Linked DNA regions of Hordeum vulgare: region 1 is linked to region 2. A link is a contact called in public Hi-C data. All regions are on one chromosome and are shown on one strand. Each heading gives the region's core, a stretch centred on a gene start, on an enhancer-like site or on the middle of the called end of the contact. The rest is flanking DNA. Distances are from core to core; before and after follow the strand shown. Region 1 has its middle 13 kb from the start of LOC123402701. Region 2 holds the start of LOC123403264 (calcium uptake protein, mitochondrial-like).

Evidence for each region. Hi-C and Micro-C count contacts between places; a contact is called where the count stands out from the background.
Region 1: a contact with region 2 is called in a Hi-C map of leaf, with 5 times the contacts expected there. The contact joins the enhancer-like site here to the promoter of LOC123403264 in region 2. A contact is called at or near these places in 2 of 6 Hi-C or Micro-C datasets (leaf and seedling).

The regions. Positions count from the first base shown.
Region 1 is chr6H:358,550,509-358,553,566 of MorexV3_pseudomolecules_assembly, forward strand. No RefSeq gene overlaps it. Among protein-coding and RNA genes, the nearest start is that of LOC123402701, 13 kb to the right of the region's middle. Within about 2 kb of position 1,268, at least 3 of the 3 cell types and tissues checked have open chromatin away from gene starts, as enhancers often do. A contact at or near this core is called in leaf and seedling, where this site is marked.
Region 2 is chr6H:357,952,380-357,955,294 of MorexV3_pseudomolecules_assembly, forward strand. It overlaps LOC123403264 (calcium uptake protein, mitochondrial-like), which reads left to right and starts at 1,573. Exons shown (of 9, transcript XR_006611443.1): 1 at 1,573-2,029; 2 at 2,369-2,436; 3 at 2,513-2,736.

The sequences.
Region 1 (3,058 bases), core at 18-2,517, 600 kb after region 2:
GGTTGTAACATCAGAGGGATCCGAGGTATCACCCTCGATGGATTCCGAATGATGTAACCGTCAAGGTGGTCAGGGATGAATCACCCTCGGTGGACCACGCTTGATGGGTTGTACGACAGAGTCGTTATCGGAGGTGGTGAAGGAGGAATCACCCTCCGAGAACCACCGCCGGTCAACTACTCCACAACGCTAACATCGGAGTATGTAACAAGGTATCACCCTCGGTACTCGATAGTAGTTGTGCAACGTCGTACAACTAAGGGGTGTGTGAGTGTTGTGTCGGGTCTTGGCTCGTCGATCAGTTGATCGAGACTTGACGATAAAGCGGGGGCAACTGGACTAAGGGGGCAAAGGGGATGGCTGATCCACCTATACTAAGCAGTTTTAAGGTGAAATAGAATAATGCATCAGTTTATCAAAAACATGACATGCATCAGATATAGGAGCTAACTACAATAGTAGCAAAATTCTAATGCAAGCATGAGGGAGAAAGAATAGGCGATATAGGAATGATCAAGGGGGGTTTGCTTGCCTTGTTGCTCCGCGGCAAAGGGTTGCTCGTCAGATGGGTAGTCGTACCCGACAGCAACGTCAGTCTCGGGGTCTACCGGAGAGAAGAGGGGAAGAAACAATAAATAACAGCAACAGGTGCAAATACGATGCATGGCATGGCAATATGCATGGCTAGGCATGTACTAACACAGTATCACCCGTCATAGACGGATCGGAAAAATATCACATGATATTTTCTCGGTCTGTGTCAAGTACCGGACAAATGAAAACGGGGAGGAAAGTTCCATGTTCATCATGTTAGAGGCATGTGACAAATGAACAGGTAGCGTATTCGGATTTGTTGGATTTTTCTAAGCAACTTTCATGTATAAATTATTTTCATCTCAATTACGTTTATTTTTCTATTTATTTTTAAAATTTTAAATATTTTCTAAAATTATTTTAACTATTAAATTCGACAGAGAAGGAAAAATGAAGTCATCATGAGGTCACATTGACGTCAGCAGTCAACTATGGGGCTGACTGGTCAAACCTGGTCAAACCTGACCAATGGACCCCACGTGCCATAGGCTCAGGGTTAAACATATTTTATTAGTTCTAAAAGCTGATTTAATTAGCAAGTGGGGTCCATGTGTCAGTGTCATATTAGGTTATTTAATTAATTTAACTTAATCTAATTACTGGATTAGTCAGCTGGCAGGGGTGGCCCACCTGTCAGTGACTAGGGCTGCCCAGTCAGCCAGTTGACCAAGTCAACTGGTCAACCAGAACCGCGGGCCCCGCAGGTCAGTGACCCTGCGAGTGGCCCCGACCCACCACGTCAGCGGCGGCCGGCGTTTGGCACCGGAGTAGCTCTCGCGAGCACCAGAGAAGCGGGCGAGGCTCGGGTTTCGCGTTGGATTGATCAAATCGAGCGTCGTTTCCTCCTATAGCGAGCTGAGATCATCGTGGATCTGTTCCAAGCTTCAGTTCGAGCAATGGTGGCCTGTAGCGAGTTCAGCGTCGGCGCCGGCGGAAGAAGCTTCAGGCGTCAATGGCAGCGAGCAAACCAGCACGCAAACGACCTATCTAGCACGGGGAATCGAAGCAGGGGACGTCCTGGAGCACGCTCGTGGCACTTAGGTGCTCAAACGCACGCACGGCACGAGCACATCGGCAATGGCGGCGAACAGAGCTCGGTTGCGAGGCCAGCTAACTAAAGGAGCTACGGGAGCGCACTAAGGGAGAGGGGCGGCTAGAGGAGTTCACTGGCATCTCTGGGAAGGCCCGATGGAGGAGCTGGTGCAATGCAGACGACGAATCGACGGCGGTGCTTCCTCGGACCCGAGGAGGAAGAAGAAGAATGGCGACGGCGTGGTTGCCTTCGAGGGTAGATCCACATCACGTGGAGGACGAGGAGATTGGCGCGGAGCTTGTGGGTGCCTTGGCTGAGCACGAGAGGGCGTGTGGCCACGGCTAGCCAGGAGCCATGACGGTGGCTGCGCGAGTCTGAGCAGGGAGAGGCGCGCGACGCGAGAGGGAGGGGAAAGAAGGGGGCTAGGGTTCGGGGGGTCGACGGGTAGGTCTTGTAGGCGCCGCGGGGCGGGGCGCTGGATGCGTGCCACGGCAATGGGGGAGGCCGGTGGCGGCCATCGCCACGGCCACGTCTCCCCCTGTGAGCAGTGGGAGGAAGACGACGGGCGAGATGGGCTAGGCCGACAGGGTCACTCAGGCTCAACGAGAGAGGCCTTTTTATTTTTGTTTTATTTTCCTTTTTTTGTTCTGTTAATTATTTATTTTTGTGATAATATACACTGGTAAAAAAAGGGGACTTAGCCCATTAATTGAAATTTAATAATTGGCACTGCCACAAAAAAGTATGGAATTTATTTGAACATGTTGACACTTTTTCATAATTCAAACGAGCATTTAAAATTGGTTTTTGGCTCTGTTTTTAAAGGTAGGGTCCACACCAGGGGACATGTGATGTTGTTTTTCTTAACATTATTTATTTTGATTTTTCTATAAAAGGTGCAACATTTTTATATGATGTTTGAGGATTTATTTTAGGTTATCACAATAAAATTTTAGGGCATTTAATAGTGGAATCTGAAATGAGATATGAAATCCATATTAATCATGCACTGTTTAGCAAAATAATTAGGCATTATTATGGGTATTACTATAGCTTAATTGTAATGATCGCATAATCTAAAAATGTTACAGTCAATAAGAGGCAAATAAAAGAAAGCAGGCACAAGAAAGGATGACGCCACAAGTAAGAGAAAGCAGGCACAAGAAAGGATGACGCCACAAGTAAGACGTCTTTGGATGCTTGATGGATGACCTTCGCTCTTTTGGCCCGTCCTCTTGCATTGTGGTTTAAGAGGTGTCTGATGTCTTGTGTCGAGGTATTCTTAGAGGGTGTTTGGATCACTAGAGACTAGAGACTAGTAGTAGTCACCTTTAGTCAGTAAACCTCCAAACACCCCTGACTAATGGGTGACTAAAACTAGTTTAGTCCCTAGTCACCCACCCCCAACTAAAAGTGACTAAAGTCTCTTCT
Region 2 (2,915 bases), core at 323-2,822:
ATATTCATGACTCTACAAAGCCAAAACGCGCCAACATGTGTTCAAGGAGTATCCACTCTACCCTATCATATGCTTTCATCATGCCCAACTTAATCGCACACTGGGCCTTTTTTTCCTTTTCCGAGTCCCCAACGCACGCACACACTCATACGCCACTAAAATGTTACCAGTGATAAGCCTGCCCGGTATAAAGCGCTTTGTTCCTCTGAGATCATAACTGTCGGCACACCCTTCGGCCTATTTGTTAACACCTTTGCAAGTATTTTATAAAGCACGTTGCACTAGCTGATCGGTCGAAACTGAGAAACTAACTCCGGTGAGTTAATCTTTGGAATCATTACTATAACAATATCATTAAAACCGTCCTGAGTAGCTGAACCGTCCAGAAAATCTCTGATTACCTTACATGCATCCCCTCTAAGGGCATGCACAATGATGACATATGAATACAGATGTCCCATGACAAAAAGTAGTTTGAAGCATTTATGTTGATTTTTTTTCTCCCCAATGCAAGCTATCATTAGTGGGCCTGAGCAAAAAATAGAAAATAAAGACTCTAATACACATGCATCTCTACTTTTCATCCTAATATTTTCAACTTTTTTACATCGGATCATACCTTTTCTCTTCAAGCACGTGACTCCTGCAAAGAATCCTGTTTCCTCATCTGAATCTACTTTTTCTCGCATCCGATCTTACATGGAATACGAAGCATCACCTTGAGGCTACGCATTGAACATGCCCTGACCAACTTTCCGGGGCGTTGGTAGAATAGAGAAGGGAGTCCATGAGGACCCAGTGCTTTTATGAGCCCCATCTGAAAAAGTGCACGCTCAATTTCATCATCCGTGATGACTTATTATTCATATCCTTAGAAACTCTCTCTCAATATGCTGCATCACTCTGTCCATCTAATTTGAACCATCTAATGTAAAAAGCTTTTTTATAAAAGGTACTTTCTTTATAAACTAATATAAAAATATTTAGATCACTAAAGTAGTTTATGGAGGAAGTAGCTGCCAAAGAACTCATCTCTTCATTAGTGGTGCATTTGCATCCATCCTCTTGCAACAGGGCCTTAACTGTGTTTTTTCCTTTTCGTATGAGAAGCTCTGTTTTGAAAATATTTGGTGTTTTGGTCGTCCCATTGTTACCAATCAATCCTCGACCGCTGATTATAATTAATTTCTCCCCGTTCGTACATGTTGGCATGTTGCCGATGGGGATGAATTTCCGAACGTCGCATGTGAATGCCGTGCTATATGTCTGAAGATCGAACCCGATTCCATGGGCGAGCACGCCACTTCATCGGCGCGCAGATCAGAGGAGGGTGGCCACGTGATAGCCGTACTAGTAGCCAAAGAAAGCACAAACGGGATGCGGCACAGCAAGCGGAGGAGTTGCAGCAGGAAGAAGAAGCATTTCCTCTGTTGTTTTCCTCACGAACCGATGGAAAAGCAGCAGCAGCAGCAGCAGCAGCAGCAGCAACTTGGTTGGGTCGTGCTCGTGTCGCATGGGTCGAGGCGATGGCGCTAGAAAACCGGTCGGGTCGTCGTCTCGCGACCGACCATAAAAGGGGCCCCAATAATGGCAGCTTTTAGCCCCACGCTAATCTCCCGTTCCTTGCCTCACATTTCGGCCAGCCAGGCCACCGCGTCCCACCCGTGCGCCCCCGCATCGCCGCTTCCTCTCCTTCCCTTCCCCTTCCCTTCCCTTCCGAGAACGCACGTCAATCCCACCACCGCCATGGCCGCGCTGGCCCGCGCCTCGCTCCTCCGATCCGCCGTTCGACGGCTCCGGGCCTTCTCCACGGCCGCCGCCGAGGGCGCCGCGCCCCGCCGCGACGCGAGGGCTACAGCGGCGGCCGCGCTGGCTGCCGGGTCGGGGCTGGGGATCTGGCTGCTCCCCCCGTCGCCGCAGCCGCTCGCGGACTCTGGCCAGGGGGACTTCGCCGTGGCGCAGGCGGGCTTTGGGGACGTGGGCGCCGTGGAGGAGCCCGAGGAGGAGAAGCGCAGGTTCCTCTTCCGAGGTGCGTGCCCTTCGTTTTTGATCTCACGTACGGCTGCACCCATGCATGGAGTATAATTCGCAAAAGCTTTATAACCTGGTCAAACAATTCATGTGGAATTTTGCGAAGCAAGTTTCCGTTTGCAATTTTGTGAGCCAAGTTTCTGTTACTCTTGAGTTTTGTGAGGACAGAGAAACGATTTTCGTATGGATCGGCCACTCGACGAATAGGGCTCTTCCTCCGATCGTGTGCCGAGCCAACATTCTCGCCATTTCTTCTCCTCAATCCTAACGCTCACATGACGGATTCCTGGAAGCGGCGCAATTGCTCACCGTCCTTTTTCTCCGCTTCGCTTTGCAGACTCGTATCGCAGAAGGGTGTTCTTCAACTATGAGAAGCGCATTCGGACGCGCAGCCCTCCTGAGAAGGTAACCACGTCGTGCTGCATGCACTGTGATTCAATAGATTACTATACTGTTCTAATTGTGGTGTTCTTCCTGGTAGATCTTTGAGTACTTTGCGTCCATCCGGAACCCGGAGGGCGAAGTCTACATGTTACCTGCGGACTTGATGAGGGCTATTGTTCCCGTTTTCCCTCCATCCGAATCTAATGTTGTCAGGGAAGGAAGACTCAGAGGGGAGCGCAACCCTGGTGAGCTACAGTGTGCTCCTTCTGAGTTTTTCATGCTGTTCGACACAAACGGCGATGGGCTCATCTCCTTTGCCGAGTAAGTGCTTCTTGCTTCATCTGAAATGCCTAGCATATTTTCCACTTGACGTGGTATCCAATTTTCTATCCGTTAGGAAGGTTTTTGTAGTTTGTCTAACTATTATCATACAATTTGTAATGTAATATTCCCTCCGTTCCTAAATATAAGTCTTTTTAGAGATTTCACTAAGTGACTAC